Regions from separate parts of the Mus musculus genome. Here region 1 is linked to region 2. Evidence: chromatin contacts called from public promoter capture Hi-C data. All regions are on one chromosome and are shown on one strand. Each heading gives the region's core, a stretch centred on a gene start, on an enhancer-like site or on the middle of the called end of the contact. The rest is flanking DNA. Distances are from core to core; before and after follow the strand shown.

What was found. Capture Hi-C pulls out chosen DNA fragments and counts their contacts.
Region 1: a promoter capture Hi-C map of liver shows a contact between it and region 2. The contact joins the promoter of Gtse1 here to the promoter of AU022754 in region 2. A contact is called at or near these places in 4 of 39 promoter capture datasets (the 3T3-L1 cell line, hippocampal neurons and liver), 38 of 484 Hi-C or Micro-C datasets (the C2C12 cell line, CD4 T cells, the G1E-ER4 cell line and 22 more), 13 of 115 datasets of contacts at active chromatin or transcription factors (astrocytes, cardiomyocytes, craniofacial prominence and 9 more) and 4 of 9 other capture datasets (adipose tissue, liver, macrophages and 1 more).

The regions. Positions count from the first base shown.
Region 1 is chr15:85,854,294-85,860,983 of GRCm38.p6, forward strand. It overlaps Gtse1 (G two S phase expressed protein 1), which reads left to right and starts at 5,414. Exons shown (of 12, transcript NM_001168672.1): 1 at 5,414-5,501; 2 at 5,711-5,802. The coding sequence starts at 5,778. It overlaps Ttc38 (tetratricopeptide repeat domain 38), which reads left to right. Exons shown (of 14, transcript NM_001033337.4): 14 at 2,178-4,529. The coding sequence ends at 2,271.
Region 2 is chr15:85,575,948-85,582,704 of GRCm38.p6, forward strand. It overlaps AU022754 (expressed sequence AU022754), which reads left to right and starts at 5,195. Exons shown (of 5, transcript NR_040433.1): 1 at 5,195-5,470; 2 at 6,303-6,757. It overlaps Wnt7b (wingless-type MMTV integration site family, member 7B), which reads right to left and starts at 5,874. Exons shown (of 4, transcript NM_009528.3): 1 at 5,433-5,874. The coding sequence starts at 5,503.

The sequences.
Region 1 (6,690 bases), core at 4,164-6,663, 280 kb after region 2:
TAGACCAGGCTGGCTTCGAATCCAGAGATCCGCCTGCCTCTGCTTCCCAAGTGCCGGGACGGTACCAGCACCCAGCCAGTGCTTTGCTTTGCCCAGCCTCCTGCCTCCCCAGCTCACTTCTCAGTTTAGCCATGATGAACTACACAGCGAGCCAGTGAGCCTGCGCTGAATTACAGAGAGCCAGTGCGCACCTGCTCTTAGGTCTTTGGCATATGCTATGCCCTCTTCCTGGGACAGCTTGTCTCCTTTTCTTGTCTGCTCCATTAGACCTTAGCTTACAGTCTCTTACCTACCTGTGCTGGATGTGGGACGCAGTGCTGAGTAGATGGATAGAGGCCTTGGCTTTGCAGAACCCATGAAAAAACCAGTTCACAAGCAAAATTCTGGCAGTTATATAATTGTGGTCAGGGGAAAGGTGGTGGTGGAGCTGGTGAGGATGTGGAGGACCATAAGGGTTTCCCATAGAGGTGTGAAGGGAAGGCTAAATGCCTGGTTAGGAGAGAAATCGACAACCTAGAAACTGGGGGTGACTGGGTCAACCAATAAAGGATCCCCTGCAGCCCTAACCATTATCCTTCCTTTCCCTGGCTCATCACCCACCCTGCCAAGGAGAGGGCTCCTGGGTCCTCGTCCTGTGAGAAGCACTTTAGGCAGGTGCCCTGGGCGATAGGTCAGACGCCCACAGCAGTGCCAGGGGATGGGCAGGAACATTTGAACTACTTTGAACTCAGAAATGCCACGGGAACATGTCCCTGTTTTTGTTACTCCGCATCTATATGCAAAGAGGCACACATGCGCCGACAGGCAGTGATGGAGCATGCCTTTAATTCCAGCGCTTGGGAGACAGAGGCTGGCCGATTTCTGAGTCTCAGGCTAGCCTGGTCTACAGAGTGAGGTCCAGGACAGCCGGGGCTACACAGAGAAACCCTGTCTCAGAGAGAGGGAGAGGGATAGAGGTTGAGCCTCTGGGGACCTGCTGTGGGTAAAAGGTGGTCACAGTCAGGAGAACGTGGGCTCTGGTCAGAGGAGGGGCCCGAGGGTTGAGCTGGGGAAGATTCTTGGGTGCAGCATGGCGGCCCATGCTGGAGCAGATACTTGGGTCCTAAGCTGCAGACAGGAGGTAGTGCAGGGGTGAGAGGTGGCACAGCTGCCTGGGAAGACACTGCAGGGATGGGGCATCCTTCCAAGTGTTTGCCTCTGTATGCAGCCCATGCCTTTCAGAGGCAAGAACCCGCTGCTGTGGTTTTAGGTGGTTTGAGTGTGGCCCGGGGTTCCATGGCTGCATGTGTGTTCCTAACTTTGGAAGTGTTGAGAAAAAGAGGGTGGAGAGAGGAGAGCTCCTCCTGGGCCCCACCCTCAGAAGATGTTAAAGTTCTCAGGGGGCCCCAGTTAGTGCTCTTCACAGAAGAACCGTTATAGAACAAAGCCACTCTGCTTAGTCTCTCGTGCATGGTCATTTGCTCCCCCCCCCCACCTCCGTTGTTCACACAGCCAGGCAGCCTAATATGAAGCCAGGTAAGGCCTCCATCTTGGACTTCCAGTCTCTGGAACCTAGCTAAATAAAACCTTCAATTTTGCAAAGTGCCCAGCCTCGCACAAATTGTTTTAGCAGCAGAAAGTGAACTGATACAGTCTATATTGGCTGGGGTGTGGTCCCCCGAGTCCTAAGCCCCAGCCCCTTAACAACACTTACTGCCCTCAGAGCCACCATCTGTGTCTCTCTTAATCTCCTTGGTGTGTGACCAAAACAAAGCAAACACAGGTGACATGTGGTTCAGACACAAGACTCATATGGGCTAATCAAGGAGGCCCCAGCATCCAGCCACAGTAGGGGCTTTACCTCCTGATGGGTCCTGGTCTTGCTTTAGTTAAGGCTCCCCACCCCAACTCTTTCATTTGCTTTTCCTGGACCAGTCTCACATGTGGCTTCCTGGTCCCTCTCATAATTAGCCTTAGATGGTGACAGAAGCATGAGCTATGAGGTCTTGAGCCATGGCTTTCCCTAAGACAGACAACGCCACCGTGATAGACCTACACTGGAGTCCTCAGCTCTAGTGTTTATCTCTCATGGAAAATCAGAGTACTGCCCAGATGGCTGGACCCATCTTGCCCCGGCCAGTCATATTCGCACGTCCTTCTAGAAGGTTCTATAACAAAAACTCTGTGTGTTTCCACAGGAGCCTTCTGATGGAGCGTGACGCCTTGAAACCCAACTCACCCCTGACGGAGCGGCTGATCCGAAGGGCGGCCGCTGTCCATCTTATGCAGTAGAAACCGCCAGGTCCTTAGCCTACAGCTCAACACTGACCTCCTGGCGTGAGGTTGACTGCCTGGTTGGGTTAGGGTACGGTTAGGAAACAGCTGGGTTTGTTTATCAGAGGTTAAAGTTCAGTCCTGAGCAGAATTCTCCAAATCAGTAGTTTGGTCAAAGTAGGGAACCCAAGTTAATTTTGAGTGATGTTCAGAATTCCTCTCAGGGCCAACATGCGTTTTTTAAGCCTCCAGAACCAAAGCAGTGGCTATCATTTTCAGGTGCCTTGAACATTGTATTTTCTTGTTCTGAAGTCGGCAGGCAGCGAAGAGATGTGGCCAGGTCAGCTGGGAGGTCTAGAAGTCTATGTGTGTGCACATGCGCACGCACTCGTACACACACACACTGCACTAGTGAATCCTTTCCATTTAGTTTTCCTTATATTCTGCACAGGTCCTGCTGTCCCATTTCCCTGGGGAGGATTCCAGAGAGCTGCCTGGGGTCCCAGTGAGCAGGGGCATTTCCTTTCTGGGGGGAGGGTATCCTGTCTCGTTGGCTTTGGTTGTCAGCCCCAGACAACTGCACCTGCCACCGTCCCCAGAGACGAGGGGAAGAATGCCTTCTGCCTCCCTGGGGGACTTGGTGGTGCCAACTGGAGCTTCTCTTTAGACTTCACTTGGGAGTAAATCTTGAGGGATGTGGCTTCCTTGGCTAGCTCCGATTCTGCTCCTGAGAGTGGGTGTGAGACCCTCAGCTGTCTTAGTCGGGGTTCTATTGCTGTGAAGAGACGCCATGACCAAGGCAACTCTTACAAAGGAAAACCTTTATTTGGGGCTGGCTGACAGTTTCAGAGGTTCCGTCCATTATCATCATGGTGGGAAGCGTGGCGGCATCCAGGCAGGCATGGTGCAGGAGGAGCTGAGAGTTCTGCATCTTGAGCTACAGGCATCCAAAAGGAGACCATCTTCTTGCAGCCAGCAGGAGGGTCCCTTCTGCACTGGGTGGAGCTAGGCCCTCAAAGTCTGCCCCCACAGTGACACTCTTCCTCCAACAAGTACACACCTCCTAATACTTGTCACTCCCTAGGAGGCAGAGGCAGGCGGATTTCTGAGTTCAAGGCCAGCCTGGTCTACAAAGTGAGTTCCAGGACAGTCAGGGCTATACAGAGAAATCCTGTCTCGAAAAAACCAAAAAAAAAAAAAAAAACCAAAAAACAAACAAACAAACAAACAAAAAAAAAAAACAAAAACCAACTTGTCGCTCCCTATGAGCCAAGTGTTGAGTCCATGGGGACCAAACCTATTCAAACCACTACACCAGCTTAGGGCTGCTCTGCTGTGGCAAATAACCAGATAAGTGACATAGCCATCACGAGGTTTAAGCCCATCTCCTGCTTCTGTGACAGGGACATCCCTCCTGGAAGTTGATGCAGTTCCTACTTAAGTAGGGACTGATGGGCAGGTGGGAGTGGGGAGTGGGTTGGAGGTCTCCAAACCAGATCTTTGCTTAGCCTGCTCAGAGTCCCTGCAGTCTGCTGAGGACTGGACAGGTTTTGGGCATTCATTAAAACAATTGGTCCCGTTGACTACCCTCTCCTATGGGAACCTCTGAGCAGCTCCCAAGTGCCAGGTTTGGGTTGCGTCCTAGGGAGATGGGCTTCTCTAATCTTAGCTGGATGAGGCAGCAAGTCAAGAAATTGTGTAATCGCCATAGGATTTGAAGAGGTACTGTCTCCATATCAGGGAGCCTGGGGACAGGTGCCAAGGGGGAACCTCCTCATTAGTCCTCATTATGTATATGATTCCAAATAATACATGATTCAGCCAGAAGCGGAGTCTTGCTCTCTGTCTCTTTCAGAAAGCCTTCCACCCTGCCTGTGGGCTGGTGACAGTGCCTTCTCTTTGCCCCATAGCCCTTGGCACTTGCCCTTGCTATTGAACCACTTTGTGCTGTGATCTCTGGTATTCAATGGCTTCCATTGAATGCCTTGTCTGTAAAAGCTGGTATGTGTAGGCTTTCATGAAAGAAGGCATGCATCTGCCAGGGACAGGCGACTGATCTTAAAGGGAAATGTGTATGCGTCTGGAGAGATGGCTCCATGGCTGAGCACTTGCCGTTCTTCCAGATGACCAGAGATCAGTACCTAGCGCCCACGTAGAGCCTGTAAATCTAGCCTCAAGGGACCTGACACTCTCTTCTGGCCTCTGTAGGCACTTGCATACCTGTACATACGCACACGTCGGCAAAAAAAATAAAATAAAAATATTTTTAAAGCCAAGAGAAAATGTAAATAGCAGTGAGTTACTATGGGTATGCTTTCCTGAACATCTACTATGACCTGATATGATACAAAGAGAAGTGTTGGTGAACTTTACTGCCCAGTGGATAGCCCCAGGGATGCAGGGATTTCATGCACAGGAGCTAAAGGCTTGGACCACAGATGTGACTGCCACCGTGGTCTTGCGCCCCCCCCTCCCGCCCCCGGTGTGAATCAGAAAAGCCTGGCCCTTAAAATTCCAGATACACAGAACCGGTCACCATCCCCAGCCGGTGGGAACCTTGGGTCCGACGAAGCCAGCTTGCCTACTAGTGAGCCAGACCTGGCCGATGTGTAGAGACGACATCCAGACTTGATGGCCTTCTTGATGGCTATCCAGGCCAACCCTGGACTTCCTTGAACCAACAGACCTTGAAGCCAGTTTCCTGCTCATTGCTATCCAAAGGCATCTAACATATTGGCAGCAAAGAAGTGCTAAGACCGGCTCTGTCACTCTTCTGCATTTGAGGGAAAAGGGAGGGCCTGCACACCAGAGTACAGGAGAGAGGCCTTAGGCTGCAGAGAGTACCCGGACGCATGAGAAATACTGGAGATACCAGGACAAGCACCGGAGAGAGTCGGGACAAATTCCTTCCTAGCTGCCTGACCATCTCCTATGCCCCACCATCACCGCCTCGGTCCCTTTTGCTAGCACAGCCACAGGCGGAACGCTTAAATCCTTTCTGTGTCTCCGGAGGAGGAGAGTCATGGGAACTTCCGGTGGGAGTTTCCTGCGCCCAGCGGAGCCAATCCGTGGCTTGGAGTCTTGGGCATTGGTCTTGTACATCAGCACTCTGACTACATTTCCCAGGCTGCACCGAGAGCGTCTCCTGTTTAAACAGGCCAATCGGCGGCCGGCGGAGCCGGGCGCCGCGTTTAAACCGGTGCCGGAGACCCAGCTGGATTTTATGCCTTCCCGGTCAGAGGCGAGGGGTAAGGAGTGGTCGTAGCGCTGGTCCCGGAGAGTGGGGAACCGGGTCCCGAGCCGCAGAGATCCGGGGAGGACGGGCTGCGGTGCCAGCTCTGCAGCTCAGAGCCGGAAATCCGTTACCCCGCCTCGGGGCGCACAGTCTGGGAAACCGGGAGCAAGTTGGGGCTTGCCTCTGACTTGCCTAATTCTCCCGTCCCCTTGCTTCCTGCAGCGAACTCTGTGGAAGGAGGAGACGGCCGCGACGTGCCTTCGGCCAACCAGTGGAGAGAGAGGTGAAGATGGATGCTGGTAGTAAAAAAGAAGGTAAGTCCTTTCTGTTCGTAAGGCTGTTCTGGAGTGTATTCCTTTTCACCCCAAACAAAATAGAGAGGGCTACAACAGATCAAAGAAACGAAGTCTGGATTGATAAGCAAATAAATTTAACTGAAGTTACTTACAAGGACATTAGCAATTCATAGCTCCACCACCAAAGAAGCCCCTACAACATCCCCACCCACTTTTTAAAACCACTTATGTAATCTTAAGAGGGGCCTCCCCCCACTTCCAGAAGGGCTTTAAGTGGGGGTCTTAATCTTGTGAGGGTCTCCTGTGGTTAATCACAGTTGCTGTGCTATCAAAATGGCAACAGCTTTCTCTTGCACTGAGCGCAGAGTCCCTCACTCCACCCATTCCCCTGTGGTTCATTCTTTTCTCCTCCACTGACTTACTTTGTTTGCTTTTCCTTTCTTGCTTGTTTTTTTGAGCCCTCACTTTGTAACCCGGAACTCACTCTGTAGTCCAGGCTGGCCTTGAATTCATCGAGAGCCACCTTCGGAAGCCTTCTGAGTGCTGGCAAATTCTTTGAAAAGCAAGACTTGCTACGTGGTGGCTGCACACGCCTTTAATGCCCCAACTGCAGAGGCAGGCAGATCTCTTGAGTTTTATTTCAAGGCTAGCCTAGCCTGGTCGACAGAGTGAGTTCCAGAACAGTTAGTTCTCTTTGTAAACCTACACAGTGAAACCCTGTCTAAAAGAGGGGAGGAGGAATCTTTACGATGACTTGGTTTGTGTGTGTGTGTGTGTGTGTGTGTGTGTGTATGTGTATGTGTGTGTTTGGGGGTGGTAACCAAGGTGTGCAAGCACCTGAGGGTCCCAGGGCTTGAACTCAGGTCATCAGATGTGGTGGGAAGTAACTTTGCTCCCCTGAGTCTT
Region 2 (6,757 bases), core at 3,945-6,444:
GGGGTAAACCATGTTTGCCATCCTATCCTCTCAGACCCAACTTCTGGCCTCCACCCCTGGACACCTCCCCAGGAACACCAAACCTCAGCTCCTAGCCTCCCCATATGATCTCTCAGACAGAATAACTGCTGGCTCTTCCGCAAGGCTTAAGTCTGACGTGCCAGGATCTGGGGAAGGGGAGCCTCGGAGCTCCCGACCTAGGCAGGAGCCTTCGACTCAGAGGCCCTGTTGGTTGATCCATTTCAAGGAAAGACAACAGAAGCAGAATTCTCTTGGCCAGGTCTCCAAGATCAGGCGGTGCCCACGGGCCCTGCGCCCTGCCTGGGGAGGCCTGATACTCTCCACCCCAGGCGATGCCTCCGTAGCCAGGGCTGCCCGCCGGGCCTGGAGCGCTCCCTCTGCCTGGACCTTGTAATTATGTTCCACAGCCGGGGAAACCGCGGGCCTCGCAGCATCTGGCTGCGGTTGCGAACTTTTGTTTCAAGATGCGCAACTATTTATAGAAGGAAAACTGGTAGGATAGTAATTTCCTAGGAGCTGGAGGAGAAATTGGCCGCGTCTTTATTAAAAGGGGTGGGGGGCGGGGCAATTTATCAAGACTGTGGCCGCGGGGAGGGGAGGGGGTGGTGCAGGGAGCGGGAAGGCGGCTGCCGCCTCTGGCCGCGTTAGGCGACCCCGGACGTGGCCCGCGTGTTAAGGAGGGGGCGGGGGAGGGGAGGAGAAGGAGAGGGAGCGCTGGCTCTGAGGTTTAATCAGTAGCATCCAGCTTCAATTCCCCCAAACGGCGGTTCCATAAATCAAACTTCTTTTTAAATCGGAGGCCAGAGCATATGCGTCCCATTAGGAATCGGGCGAAGCCACCGCTGTGCGGACGCGCCCCCTCGACTCGCAGGGCGGACTCGGGCCCTGCCCGGAGCTTCCCCGTAGCCTGGTGGGCGATGCTCCGCATACTCTCTAGACCTTGATTACCTGCGCGCACATTGTGCTCCCTCCTCGCCTCCTGGAGAGGCGTCTAGCAGAGGAGAGGTCAAGGCCTCCCGGTGTGGAAGGACAGCACAAGTGGCCACAAGACTTCGGAGAACAACCTGGGCACGCTGTCTGGTGGGGCGCAGCATGCACGTGTCTGCCAGTGTATGCGCTGGAAAGTGAGTGTGTGCCTGTAGCTCTCCTTAGTGTGGCAAGGCCATGCGTGCCGCGTGGGTTAATACGGCCTAGGGAGAGGGTCTCTGGATGGTCCAGGATTACGCTGAGACGCGACTGGCTAGCTCTGACACTCGCGCTCAGTGCACATAGCCTAATTTGCAAAGGCAGTCAGACCGCTCTTCGGCCACCTTTTCTCCGACCCCTAAGCTAAAATTTCTCGTTGTCACAGCTGTCCCTCAGGTGATCTACCTCGGCGGCTTAGGCCAGCAAAGTGACCCAAAGGCCCCCAGTTTCTTTGCGCGCAGGGCATCCAGCACCCCACCGGGGACCATCTTTCCACCTCCCCACTCCCTCCTTCAGCAGTGGTAGCCAGGGGCTCTCCTCCCTCCCACCCTGCCCGCCACCCGCGGCACTCACAGGTAACTGCCGCTGGACAGAAGGAGAAAGATCTGCGGGCAATAGACGGAGACCAGCGCGCTGCGCGGCGACAGGAGGAGCATGGTGGGCTGGCGCGCCTGGCTGGGCTGGGCAGGCCCCACCCGCAGGGCTCCTGCGCCAACTGAGGCTGGGGTCTCCGCGGCCCTCCCTGATGCAGGGCAGCAGCGCTGGGCGCTAGGGGCCAGGGCTCGGGGACCGGGGGACAGTGCTCGCCCGTGTCTCGCTGCCAGGACCGCGCATCTTGCTGTATCTGGGGCAGTAACAGGCGCTGGGGCTGGAGTTCGGGGCAGGGGCCCGGAGGGGGGCAGTAAGCGCTCCTTAGTGGCTGTCTGGTCCTCTGTCCGTCTGTCGGTGCGAACCGGTTCTGTCGCTCACTCTGGCTCAAGTCTCCAAGTCTCCCAAAGCGCCGCAGCTGCCATTGGACAGGCCGCCCCTACATCCGCCTCCTCCGCGGGCGGGTTTTTTTTAAAGGGGAGGTTGACCAGAGTGTGCGGCGGGTGCCGCCCCCAGGGTTTGCCCAAGTTGCCTTGGCCGGGATACCCTCGCCACAACCTTTGGCGAGAAACACCGCTACGGAGAGCGCATCTCCGGGAGGCACTGCGCGGAGGCGTGTGCGCCTCTTAGGGGCTGTGCTCAGCAACGTGTGCTTCTGTATGCATGCGTGTGCTTGCATGTTTCTGCAGGAGCATGGGCGGTATGGGAGCCCGCAGGTGTGTGTGCACAGATGCCCCGTGTGTGCTGTCCCTCTGTCTACATGGAGCTTGGTTAGGGATGGTTGGGTGTGGGTCCCGCTCACTGCATCTGGGCCAACTCTATTCTGCACCTCTTCGGAGACACAGGCAGGGAAAGGCTTTCATCTCACAGGGCCATCACCTCTCGCTTTTACATCTCTAATCTTTTACTCTCTGAGGAACGTTTGTTTGTTGGCAAGGAGAAATTCTTCTAAAGAGCCTTCCCTTTTTTACTAATTTTTTTATATAGTCTAGAAACAGATTGGGGTCCCATCTCCTATTTCTGCTGAGCCCGGCTGTATCGGTATGTCTTTGTATAGAGGTATATGTCAGCTGGGGGAAGTCTCAGAGCAGGGAGGACAGCAGGAAAGGAGGAGCTGTGTGTGGTACAGTCGTGCTCCTAAAGACTAGATCCGCAGCTCCTGGACTTAGCACGGAGACTCCTGGGCATCCAGGAGTCAGAACCTCCCTATCCTTTGCCCCTTTGCCTCTCCCAACCACAAAAGCAGGAACAAGCCTAGCACAGGGCTGATCCTGGCACCTCAGTAACCTTGGCTGCTCCCCACTCCACCTTGGCCTCTCCTCCAGGACAGTAGCTCCATCCATAGCGGCCTTAGGTTAAGTGTTGTGACTCCCCAATGTCATTGTGCTTGGAAATTGCTGAGAACCAGAAGTACTCCTGTTTTTGGATTTTGAGAGCTGGATTCTGGTTCTTGCTAACACGAGAGGTGTGTGTGTGGGGGGGGGGGATAAATGCTCTGGTGGGATTTCTGGAGGTCCGGTCACACATACAGAAACATGGGGGAGGGGCAAGTTCTGGGGCCTCCATCACAAAATAGTCCCTCCCCCCAAAACTATCCAGAGGAGTCCCCAGAATGGCTCCCACACCTTGGACCTCACAACCATTGGCAATGAGAAAGGCTTCACTCGTAGGTGCCACCATATCCCACCACCTAAGGTCAGGGCAAAAGCCATCTGAACTAATCCCTCAGCACTCCCAAGGGGCATACTACCATGACCCTGTTCTTTTCAGATGACAGTGAGAGGGTGAGAGGCTGCTCCAGACACCTGCCAAAGAGATGGTGTTCATAGCACCGACCCATTTAGGTCCCATGGGAAGGCCCAGCTACCTTTCCTGCTCAACTGAGGGAACACACACACACACACACACACACACACACACAGAGAGAGAGAGAGAGAGAGAGAGAGAGAGAGAGAGAGAGAGAGAGAGAGAGATTCCCTGATTTTTGGGATTTTTTTTTAACTCAAGAAGAGGGGTGGGGGGGCAGCTTATGGAGGAAGACAAATTCTCCCTTGGGGCTCTTGGGCAGAGGAAAGCTTGCTTAGTCCTACCAGATAGTGGTCACAGGCATCTAGGAGCCCAGGCTGGGCTAACAGAGACCCCCCTCTCTACTCAGGACTGACCACCAAGTTGTTCAGAGCACCACAGCCAAAAGCCTTCCCAGCCATGAAAGATGAGGTAAAGGCATGAAACCCAGGTACCACTCCAGGGAGTCCCCCAACCTCGGGCACCCAGGTCCTTCCGCTGACACTTTTTCCCATTTGATGATAAGAGGACTTTGCTGAGAAGAATGGTCAGCAATGGAAGCCAGGGCCGGTGCAGTCAAGCGCCCAACTCAAAGGCCTTGGCGCCAGAACCAGGTAGCTGGGATCTGCATGGATCCTCCTCCCAAAGGGCGGTGGGTCCCTTCACAGGCCCAGGAGATTCATTACAGGCTGCTGAGAGTCCAGGAAGCAGTGGCCTGCCCACCCTGCCCCCATCCCAGCAAGCTCAAAGCCCCGGCACCCCTCACCTTCATAAACAAACACCCAGGGACATAGCCTACCCTCACAAACCTACAATAAACACAACCACTCTCAGCCGCAGACACTCCCGCCCAGGTCTGCAGGAATAAGGAAGAGACTTTCAATCCTGCCTCTGAGGCCACCAGGTTTGGTCCCTACCCCTCTCTGGGCCTCAATTTCTTCACCTGTAAGATGGCGGAGGTGCAGAGAGCTGGGAAGGGTGCTGATCTTCAGCGACTGTTTCTACCTCTCGCCTGGAAAGTCGGTCTCCCAGGTACCGGAACCCGCCCCTCCTACAGGTCTGGTCACTGGCCTTCCTAGGGCCAAGATGAGGCTGGCCTCAGAGCGCCGGGCGACACATAGTAGGATCGCCGGGCAAGGCGGGCACAGATGTCCGCAGGTGCTCCGAGTGGGGGTGGGGGTCTGGTCCCGGCCGGCCCGCCAAGAGTGACTAACGCCCGCGAGGTGCGGTGCGCTCCGTTCGGTCACACTGCCCCTCCACCCCCAATCCGGGGAGGCCGAGACAGATTCCGTCTAAAGGAGATCGCGGCTCAACAGGTAAGGACTCGGCTGGGTTCAGGAATGTGGAAATACGACTCGGAGCAGCTACGGCGGCGAGCAGCGAGCGCGGCCCGCCTGGAGCCCGCCCGGCCGGCCGCGCCAGGGGGAGCTCGGTGAGAGGGGGCCGGGCGCAAGGCCCCGGGCGGGCGGGGGCGCGGGCCCGGGACGGAGCCCGAGGCTGCTGCGCCAGCCCCACGGCCCATCCCGAGCCAGCCGGACGAGTTGTCAAGGTAATTTCAACATGTCCGGGTGATGGATAGAGACGAAGGGCCGCGGCGGGTGCAAGGCCTGCGCGCTCGCGGCGAGTGCGCGCCCCGATCTCCCCCGCCGGGGATGCCCCACGCACCCCCCCCCCGGCCCGGCGCGCCCTCCCGGCGGCTAGCGCTCGGCCCGGGCTCGGCGCCCAGCGCAGCCCGGGGGAGGGAAGGCGCGTCCCACCCCCGGGGCCTGGAGCCCAAACAGGTGAAAGTACGCGCCCGGCACGCTCGCCGCTACCCGCGAGCCCCGCTGCGGCCGTCCGCGGACCGCGCTGTCCCTGCTGCGTATTGGCTCCGCGCCCCTCCGGAGGATCTCTGGCTCCGGGGGGGCTCGGTTGAGTCTCAACGAGGCTGGGTTGAGGGCCGGAGATACCAGCCAGCCTGGCCACTTCAAGAAACGCCCTCCCCCACCAACTCCTATCCCCAGGTCCGCTGGAGGAGGCTCTGGTGGCTGCCGGCTCCCCGTCTGCAGCCCCCCGCCCAGAGAAATACTCACCCGAGCTTCACGTAGAGGACGCCAAAGCAGAGAAACACGTAAAAGATCCACTTTCGAAAGTTTCTGTGCATGATCCAGGGAGGGGGGCTGCGCCATAGACAGCTGCGGCCGGAGGGGACGCGCGGGTGGGCAGGGGCCGGGCAGGAGCCAGGGAGCTGCGGTAGGACCACGCTCAGCCGGCGCTTCGGCTCGGGAGGCGGGCGACGCGTGGGCACCCGGCACGCGTTGCCACCATGGTGAGCCCAGGGCGCCGCAGCCGCCGCGTGCGCCCGGGGGAGTGACCCGGGCGGGGAACCGCGACCTCGGAGCCCAGCGGAGTGACCGTGGGACTCTGCGAGCGCAGGCCGGGGCCAGGAGCAGCGGGCGGGCGCTGCCTCCACTGGGCTTAGCCGCCTGGGGCCGTGCGCGCCTCGCGGTGCGCCGGGGCGGCCAATGTGTCCGCACTTGTCCGCCTCCCCAGGTGACTCGCGGCCCCGGCAAGCGAGCCGCGAGCAGGCGAGCGCGCCCCAGGTAGGAGGATCCGCCTCCCGCCCGCCCTCCTCGCTCGCAGCGCGCTCTCTCGCGCGCGCTCCCTGGCTCTCCCCTCCCTTTTCTCCTCCCTCCCCCGTGACACACGAACGCATCTAACCCCTCGCCCCCCCTCCCCAGGCCAGCTCCCTTCCGATCGCCCTCCCAGGACTGCGTGGGAAGAGGGGAGGGAGGGGAGAGGGTGCGGCTCCAAAGAGACACCTGCGCTCCTCAGAGACAGTGAAGGTGGGGGTAGGGGCGGGGGCTAAGAAACTACCCGCTCAGGGCTTGGTGGTCACTTGGTTTCCAGTTTCTAGTTAAAGAGAGAGAGACCACCCACCACCATCTCCTTTCTATGTGCAGACATCTTTCCCCTAGACGTTACCTACGTGGGTGCTTCCAGGGCCACAACTCCGGATCAGGCATTGTTACCTGCCCAACAAACTCGGGGAAAACTCGTTCCAGTGCCCGGCACTGCAGAGCGCAAGCAGAGCGTGGGACTTGAGACTGGTAGACACACCAGCCTGCCCAGCATTAAAAGTGGCACCATGACAGAGAGACTCAGAAAGGCATCCTTGGAGAGTCCCAGTCTGAGGATTCTGTCTCACTCTGCAGGCCTGTCCGATGCGGGCGGGTGTCAGATCTGATTCTTGTTGAACCGCTAAAGTGGGAAGTCAGACTGGCCTAGGTGCCTGGCACATCCTGTGGTGTGTCTCGCTTGATCCTATCCTGGATAAATGGGTGACAGGGACACTGCCTGTCACAGCTAGGTCTGTCTTAGCACAGCGGACCAGCTAGTAACCAGACACATGGTGGGT